Regions from separate parts of the Hordeum vulgare genome. Here region 2 is linked to region 1. A link is a contact called in public Hi-C data. All regions are on one chromosome and are shown on one strand. Each heading gives the region's core, a stretch centred on a gene start, on an enhancer-like site or on the middle of the called end of the contact. The rest is flanking DNA. Distances are from core to core; before and after follow the strand shown.

The links. Hi-C and Micro-C count contacts between places; a contact is called where the count stands out from the background.
Region 2: a Hi-C map of leaf shows a contact between it and region 1, with 4 times the contacts expected there. The contact joins the enhancer-like site here to the promoter of LOC123429772 in region 1. A contact is called at or near these places in 2 of 6 Hi-C or Micro-C datasets (leaf and seedling).

Annotation. Positions count from the first base shown.
Region 1 is chr2H:126,229,737-126,233,272 of MorexV3_pseudomolecules_assembly, forward strand. It overlaps LOC123429772 (BTB/POZ domain-containing protein At3g49900), which reads right to left and starts at 1,570. Exons shown (of 4, transcript XM_045113770.1): 1 at 1,105-1,570; 2 at 899-971. The coding sequence starts at 1,322.
Region 2 is chr2H:126,332,036-126,336,140 of MorexV3_pseudomolecules_assembly, forward strand. No RefSeq gene overlaps it. Among protein-coding and RNA genes, the nearest start is that of LOC123429772, 100 kb to the left of the region's middle. Within about 2 kb of position 1,341, at least 3 of the 3 cell types and tissues checked have open chromatin away from gene starts, as enhancers often do. A contact at or near this core is called in leaf and seedling, where this site is marked.

The DNA of each region.
Region 1 (3,536 bases), core at 320-2,819:
CTGCACGCATGCCAGTGCGCTAATCAAGGCAATGGAGTAAATGTGGTACAGAATCGTCCATCAATTATTGCCTGTTAGAACGCCATTGGTAGCTGTTGATCGTGGGGGCAGAGGCTCTGGCATTTGTCTACTTGGGGCACTTTTTGCCATGACGAAAATTTAAGCTAATCCAGAGGTTACTGAACTGTTTCCTGCAGGAATTTTACGCGAATTCGGGGAAGAATCCCATAATCCAAATGAGCATCTTATGTGGATCCCATTGTTCAGTGTGGTGCTACAGTGATAGTATTGGCCGACACCTAACAGGGAGAAGGGTACGCCCAAAGAATTCTCAGTGCAAGGTTGAAACTAAGAGCCAAGTTACCCGCAATCCCGCATTGTTATCTTTTTGAAAGTCCCATGGTGAACCTGCTATGGGCACTGCCAGGAGTACGCGGTAACTATTTTGTCAGTTACTCCTCGTTCCTTAGACCGTCACAAGAAACGTCTGACGACGTGGGCGTGGACTGCGCTATCATCTCTGCGCTGCGCACGTATCCAGCAGGGTTCGTATTGATTTGCCATAAATTAAAAAAATTCCTACTAACGGAAAACATGCAGCTGCAGCACGGTCTATACATTATTTTTCCCTATTGGTTAAAAGAAAATTGGCAGGAGTTACTAGTGCAGGAGACTAGGAGAAGTCGGTTCCGTTTTGCTCAGGTCTAGATGCCATAGGAGATCCCAAGGAAACGCTTGGCATGTGGTAAAAATCGACTAATATGGCAGTTTCGAAGAAGAAAGAAGTAATTCATCATCACTGCCGTCGATTTTTAACTGGGGTGGTGAATTTCTCTCTGAAGTGTTGGATCGTTCAAGAAAAGAAGGAAATGGACAGGCCAATGTTGGTATGTCTTACCCTGTGCAGATGGAAGCAGTGTTCTTGGACACGCACGATCACGTCCGGCTTGCGCAATCCATTCTCCCGCGACCTAATTGAAACACGGAGGCAAGAAACCGATCTCCAGTCAGTCAGATGATGCCGAATTCTAAACACCGCGTACGTCCTAGGATTCAAGGACAGATCACAACGAACTGAACTGTGACATTGACTGACACACATACCATCCTTGCACCGCGTTCCTGAGCGCCGGCGGGAGGGAGGAGGCGGACGGAGCCGCGGGCGAGCACGACGCCGACGTGGGCGCCGAGGAGGACATGGTGGGCGAGTTGAAGCAGTCCTCCGTTTCCTCCTCCTCCTCCTCCTCGTCTTCCTCCTCTTGGTCGTCCTCGTAGATGGTGTCGACGACGCCGAGCTCTTGCCAACTCCTGCCCATCTCCATGCCTGTTGGATCCTACTCCTTCTCGATCTCCGACTTCTTGTCCTATCTACCGCTACTACGACCCCTGTCCCTGTGGAGGAGGAGCGACGGCTGCCGCTGCGGCTCTTGTAGTCCTAGTACCGGGCGATGCCATTAGGGAGCCGGGTGTTGAATCGGGATGGCAATGAATGCGTGCATGTGGCTGGTAAATGCGGTGGCACCCCCCGCGTCCCCGATCGAGCGCTGTCCTTCGGTCTGCACCACTGCTCCTGCTCGTGTTTGTTTTGTTTTGTTTTGTTTTCGTCCTCCGTGGGGGTAAGGGGGTCGATCGTGGTCGTGGATGCAGCCCAGTCCATTTGTGTGAAGCCTGAGATTAACTGAAGTGGTTGCCGACACGGGTCTCGGGCCGTCCGATGGTGCAATGGATGGCCCAACTTGTCGCCCGCCACGAAGACACCAACGAATAAGGGGCCAACCATGGCTCGACCGACCGGTAGCTTCAAAATTTTCGTGTAAAAATTAAGTTACCCTTATCAAGAGTGTTACTGTTCGCACACGAACGCGTCATCGTGTACACCTGACACCGATCACGATATACACGATATGTTGTTGGAGGAGTCTTGTCGGGAGCACAATACACAGGACACGCCAACAAGGTCTTTTGAAGATCCGAATACCCACATGTCTGGAAAGGACGCCGTCAAGGTGCACGACAGTTATGGGATGCTCTAAGCTGACCTGGTCATCTCTTGGGCCTCTTTTTTTTTTGTTTTTTCATAACAGAGGCTCAAGACGAATCTAACTTTGAATGCACGAAGACATCAACTGGCCAGAAACTCTAGGGACTCCCGCATCACTGTCGTCAACCCCGAAGAACAACCAAGAATGAGGAAGGTAAAAACCAAGGTAAAGAAGAAAATGTAAAAGAAAACTCCTGTCGGCCGACCGATACCGACGCGGTGGCGTCTTTGGGTGCCGCCGAACCTTTCTGGAGGGCGTCAGGTCTACCCTTCCTCGCGCCTCGTCGTGTATTGGGGGAAACCCTTGGTAGCAACGTCGTCATCGTCGCAGTCCTTTTTGGATGTGTTGATTGGTACCGGCGCTTCGGAGTCGTGGAGCTTGGTGGAAGATCCTTGGTGGGCGCAGCGGTCGCGAGGCTTCTTCGTTTTTGTCGAAGTGTCAGTTTCGGCATTTGTTTATTTTGTATTTCCTTTTTCAATTATTTTGGGTGTGACTATGCTCCTTCCGCCCTAGCACCTATCAATGAATGTCTCGGTTGGTTGCTTTGTAATATAAAGTGGGGAAAACCCCTTTTCCGTGAGCTCCGGACTAAACCCGAAGGCTCAGGGATGCAAAATGGATAGAGTAACCCTCTTGTTCCAATTTTGCAGGGCGCATATGTTGTCAGATCACGATGGTGCAAAAAGCAGACTTGTTCTTCTCCAAGAGGTGAATAATTTTCATGTTCAACACTTCTCCATCGGAGGTCATCTTGAGATTGCACTAGTGCTCGTAAATCTGTAAAATATATTCAAAAGTCAATTTTCCCCATGAAAATGTGCCAACCTTCTGTTAAGGTCCGACGATTCCATGGAGGCTCTCGGGTGCAGAGGGTCCGGCCCAGCCCTCCGGATCCAAACTAATTTTTCTACAACCCAGTTTTGGATGTAACATTTGCACACGATTTAGGATTGAGTGATTAAAAAAAAATTGTTCACCTCGATGAGATAAAGCCTTTTTATTTTAAACACTTTTTCATTGCAGGTCAAGGTTATCATTCAAGCCAAACAATGGTGTGAACACAACCCCTATCTTTTGGTGAAGCTAGCGTGTCAAACAATAACTTGCACTGAGTTTGTACTAAGCACGATGTCAACACTCCATGGCTATTTTGTAGTGTTACGGGCTATAAGTATATATCACTTATGTTTATGATTAGGACGATAAGTACTTGTTGGCCATTTGAATTAGAAATTTTTTCTTTTGCAGCTAATCAAATGTATAGTGATTTGGTAATACCATCTCATGATCTGAGACATTATGTTGCATCCATGGATCAAAATAAACCCACTCAGGATAACCAATTATACACGGGGATAAATTCCATTGCAAAGGCATGAGTGAAATGATTGAAAAATATGAATGATGTAGAAACCAAAGATTTTTATGGGCATATGTAAACCTTCGCCTTAGTTGCTTCTCTGCTTCATGATTCACTTTCTATACTTTTGTTGC
Region 2 (4,105 bases), core at 91-2,590, 100 kb after region 1:
TTACACTTGCATGTTTTACTTTCCGCTGCTATACTCTTAGATGTGCATGTGTAGGGTGTCGGGGCTATACCCGACTGTGTAACCTGGATTGAAATATGACCCGCCAAGGACTTGGCGACTCACCGGCGACTTAGCAGTGACCTGGCGGCGATTCATACTTGACCCCACAGGCGGCTAAGACAAATGAAGAAGGCCCGAGGCCCGGCGTACACCCTGGCATAAGACGGCTCATAGAGAGGCCAGAAGGGCCGACTCACAAGAGAAGGCCCAAGAAGAGGAGAGACTCCCTCAAAAAGGAAACAAGACCCGGATTAGGATTCTAGAGAGACTAGTCCTAATCCTACTCCTAGTAGGACTCTAAATGTAAACCCACCCCTTCCACTTATATAAGGAGGGGTAAGGTGCCCCAAGAGGGACATATTGACAACTTAGGTCTAGACAAGACAAATCATGAGATAGACAGATTAGACACCCACGAGATTAGAGGTGGCGAGTCTGCACCCTTTTAATCAAGATCATCATCTTCATCAATGAAACACAAGCAGGATGCACACTTTTACCTCCATTGACGGGGCCGAATCTGGGTAAACTCGCGTCTCTCGATTCCGACCAACCCCTCTCAAGCCGCCACATGGTAGCGATGGCTCCAAACCTAAGTCCATGCACGAGGACATATGCCGTGACAAAACCACGACATTTGATGTCCACCATGGGGCCGATGGCACGGTGGTATTGTGTTCTTGGAGGGAAATTTCTAGGGATCAAGGAGCTAGAGATTGTTCAGATGAAGAAGAGTCGGGGACTTGTCAATTATGAATTAGGGTTTGCTGTTCTGTACACTCGGATGCGACGACGATCTTTTGAAGCCTGAATAGAGGATCTATTTTTACTGTTTATATCGCGCGTCGCGAAGATGGTTAGGATTTTTTGCTGAGCCGCCGTACGCAGCGCCACTGCACCATCGACCAAGATCGATTCTATGGTGCATCTGGCATGCGAAATTATCTACTTCACCCAAGGCGTATCTGTTTGAGTTTGATGTGGAACCGTCAAAACCCATGGCTATAGAGCACTATAGCATCCGTAGAGGATTAGGCGACTGTTTCCTGAGATCAAATCGAAAGCAAAACAACATCCAGTATCGACATCGTGTACTGGCAGCTATTGGAAGAAAGACCACAGTCAGAGGCGGACTCGGTCCCGTTGCGCCCACAGCTGGCTTCGCCGCAAGCCGACCGCGACCTAGACACGGGCTCGCCACTCCGCTGCTGTTTGCCTCACCTCGCGTGTCTGCGCCTGCACGACTCCGTCACGCGCCCTACGCGTGTTGCTGTGCCGCCCTACCTGCGCTGCTCTGGCTCCACCCGAGTCGTCCATGGACTCACCCATTTGTTTCGCCTCGCCCCTGCCGTCCGCACGCGCCTCCGCTGTGGTGGCCTGCCCCGCTGTGTTCCATCTCCACAGCCATGGTTCCGTCGAGCCAGCTTCACCGCCACCACGGACTCGCCCCGGTGCGTCGGGTGCCCCGCCACACCACACCTGAGGCCGCTGCCTCGACCCGCCTTGCCCGCCGCGCCGTGACCTCGCCAGCTCTTCGCCACACCTCACCTCAACCGTGACCCGCCTGTGCCACTGTCGTGCTCCACCTCTCCCCCTGCGATGCCGCACCTGCCGTGACCACAAGGGCTCGCCCTGCTCCGGCTGCTCTTTTCTTCACGCACGCCTCGTCGTGCCTCGTCGCCTGTCCACTAGACGCGCCTCTGCCTACGGCCGCGCACCCGCGACACCCCTGGTGCTGCTGTCTATACCGCCCCATGCCTTGACGCACTCCTCTTTCGATTTCGGGCCGCCTCGCTCCGCGTCTGCTTGGCTATGCTGAATGCTTGCAGATGGCCTCATCCATACTTCCGACTCGCTCCGCCTTGCTCGCTTATGCCGCCGTGGCTTCGCTTCAACCAGAGGGAGACAACTAACATGCCACTTGGGTATTTAAATTGCGACATCTACAACCAAGGATACCAGGTGCTATTTACTCAATATTTTATGCTTACATTGCAAATTAATTCCATCAAGAAATTCTCTACTATTTCATATTATTTTGTCGTTGCAGATCTATCCTGGCAAGGGGTTATTTTCTGGCGTTCGTTGAGCCGTAAAAAGCATGGATAATATATTCTGATGGGGAGTTCTGGTCTACCTCGCCTCTAGTTTCGCGATGAAGGTCAGAGTCATACGCTTCGTCCGACCGCTCATGAAAATCTAAGCAGATGCCTCCATTGCAACTTGCGTCAACAGGAGTGACCTAAATTACTATACCAACCTTGCATCTAAACAAATTATCGAGACTAGCACAAGAATCAAATTCAGTTGAACCAAAGATGTTACCACGCCGCGTCCGTCTAGCGCGACCACACCAAATTAAAACTCCACGGTCAACTCTCACGTCCGCGCGACCAAGACGACTTATAATGACGCGGCGAACTTTCACGTCACACGGTCAAGATGGCTTACAACGCCGCAACCGATTCTTGCATTCGTATCTAATTGCCAGACGACTCTCACATTCAACTCAACCCGCTGGTGCAGTACTTGCCTGTACGAGCCGCCCAACAGACGGATACAAGATGTCGCCCTCGTGGTCTGGACGACATCAACCCACCGGTGCAGTGCTCTCTTATACGAGCCGTCCAACAGAAGCGCGCAAGTTGCTGCCCCCACGGTCCAATCTACATCAACATATCGGTGCAGTGCTCGCTTATACGAGCCGCCCAACAGACGCATGGAAGCTGTCGTCCCCATGATGTATTGGTCAATACTATCTACTTCAACATATCAAAAGAAATAGGAGAGGTTTTCATGAAGGAAACATCCCTGACGAAGCCACAATTTGAGCCAGCCATTATCGAACCGACAATTCAAAAACAACTACAAAGGAGAAGGAAAGTGATCCTCACAGAGTTACGAGAGCCGGACTACCTGAGAATTAGGCACGGGCAAAAGTCCATTATTCACCATCGACCCTATATCGGCTTATGTCCCAATCAAGTATGGAGATTCTCAAGCTGCCTCTTTGAGTCGACTTAAGACTCGAGGACGACATGGACATGGCTCGGTAGACTCAACTGGGATGAATAATTCAAGAACCCCGGGTTGTTACAGCAATAAAGCCGGCGCCCACGAAATTCGGGGTATCTGCCGTTCCAACTTCTTGAAAGAATGAGTCTTTATTGTTTCATAAGCCGTCCAAGCATGGACGCTATAAGTATCAAAGAGCATAAGTCGCCATGCTGCGCTTATTTCAAAACTGGATGCTGGTACGTCAAAGAGGACCAAAGTTGCCATGTTGCACGATTCAAACATACGCGCCCTATATGGTTTTGAGAACCAAGCCGTCTTACTTGGGGGCTACTAGCTCCCAAGTCATTTTGCAGTAAGAGCGTAAACGCTTCTGTAATCCTATGGCTGGCTTTTCCCTAACCATAGGTCACTTGGGGGCTTCTGCTCATTGAGTTCAGCCTGAATACCTCTTGGCTAGCGAAAAATTAACGCATTACAATGGTTATAATGGACTGTGTGTTTGGCGACTCGCCCTATGGTCCCATGTACTCTTGGCGAGTTAATCCAGTTTGGACCCTGAACTCGCCTTGGTTAAAACATGAAGGGTGCTTGCGGGAGCCGGCATATGGAAAATAGACAAACCATGGGTTCACTGAACCTGCTTCACTGAAGGTTGACTCGCGCCTGATCAACCGGTCCAAAAAACTAAGGCTGTTGCAAAAGCCTCTTTAGGGTAGCACTAGAGCCTTGCAAGCTCATCCTACCCTGTCGTGACTCACTGAGTCGGCTTAACCTTTTTTAAGTACCACTAGAGCCTTGAGAGCTCGTCCTACCCGCCGTGACTCACTGAGCCGGCTACCATGACTCACTGAGTCGGCTTAGTTAAAATAACTTGATGCCACTCTATGGTGTTGCCAGCATTATTCTATCATATACATGCATCATATTGCATTGCATCATGCATCATACATACGTATCATGCCGGTCTTCAAACCGGATCAAAGCATAAATTCTTCCAGGTGCAAATAAATATTTGAATAGCCAATTT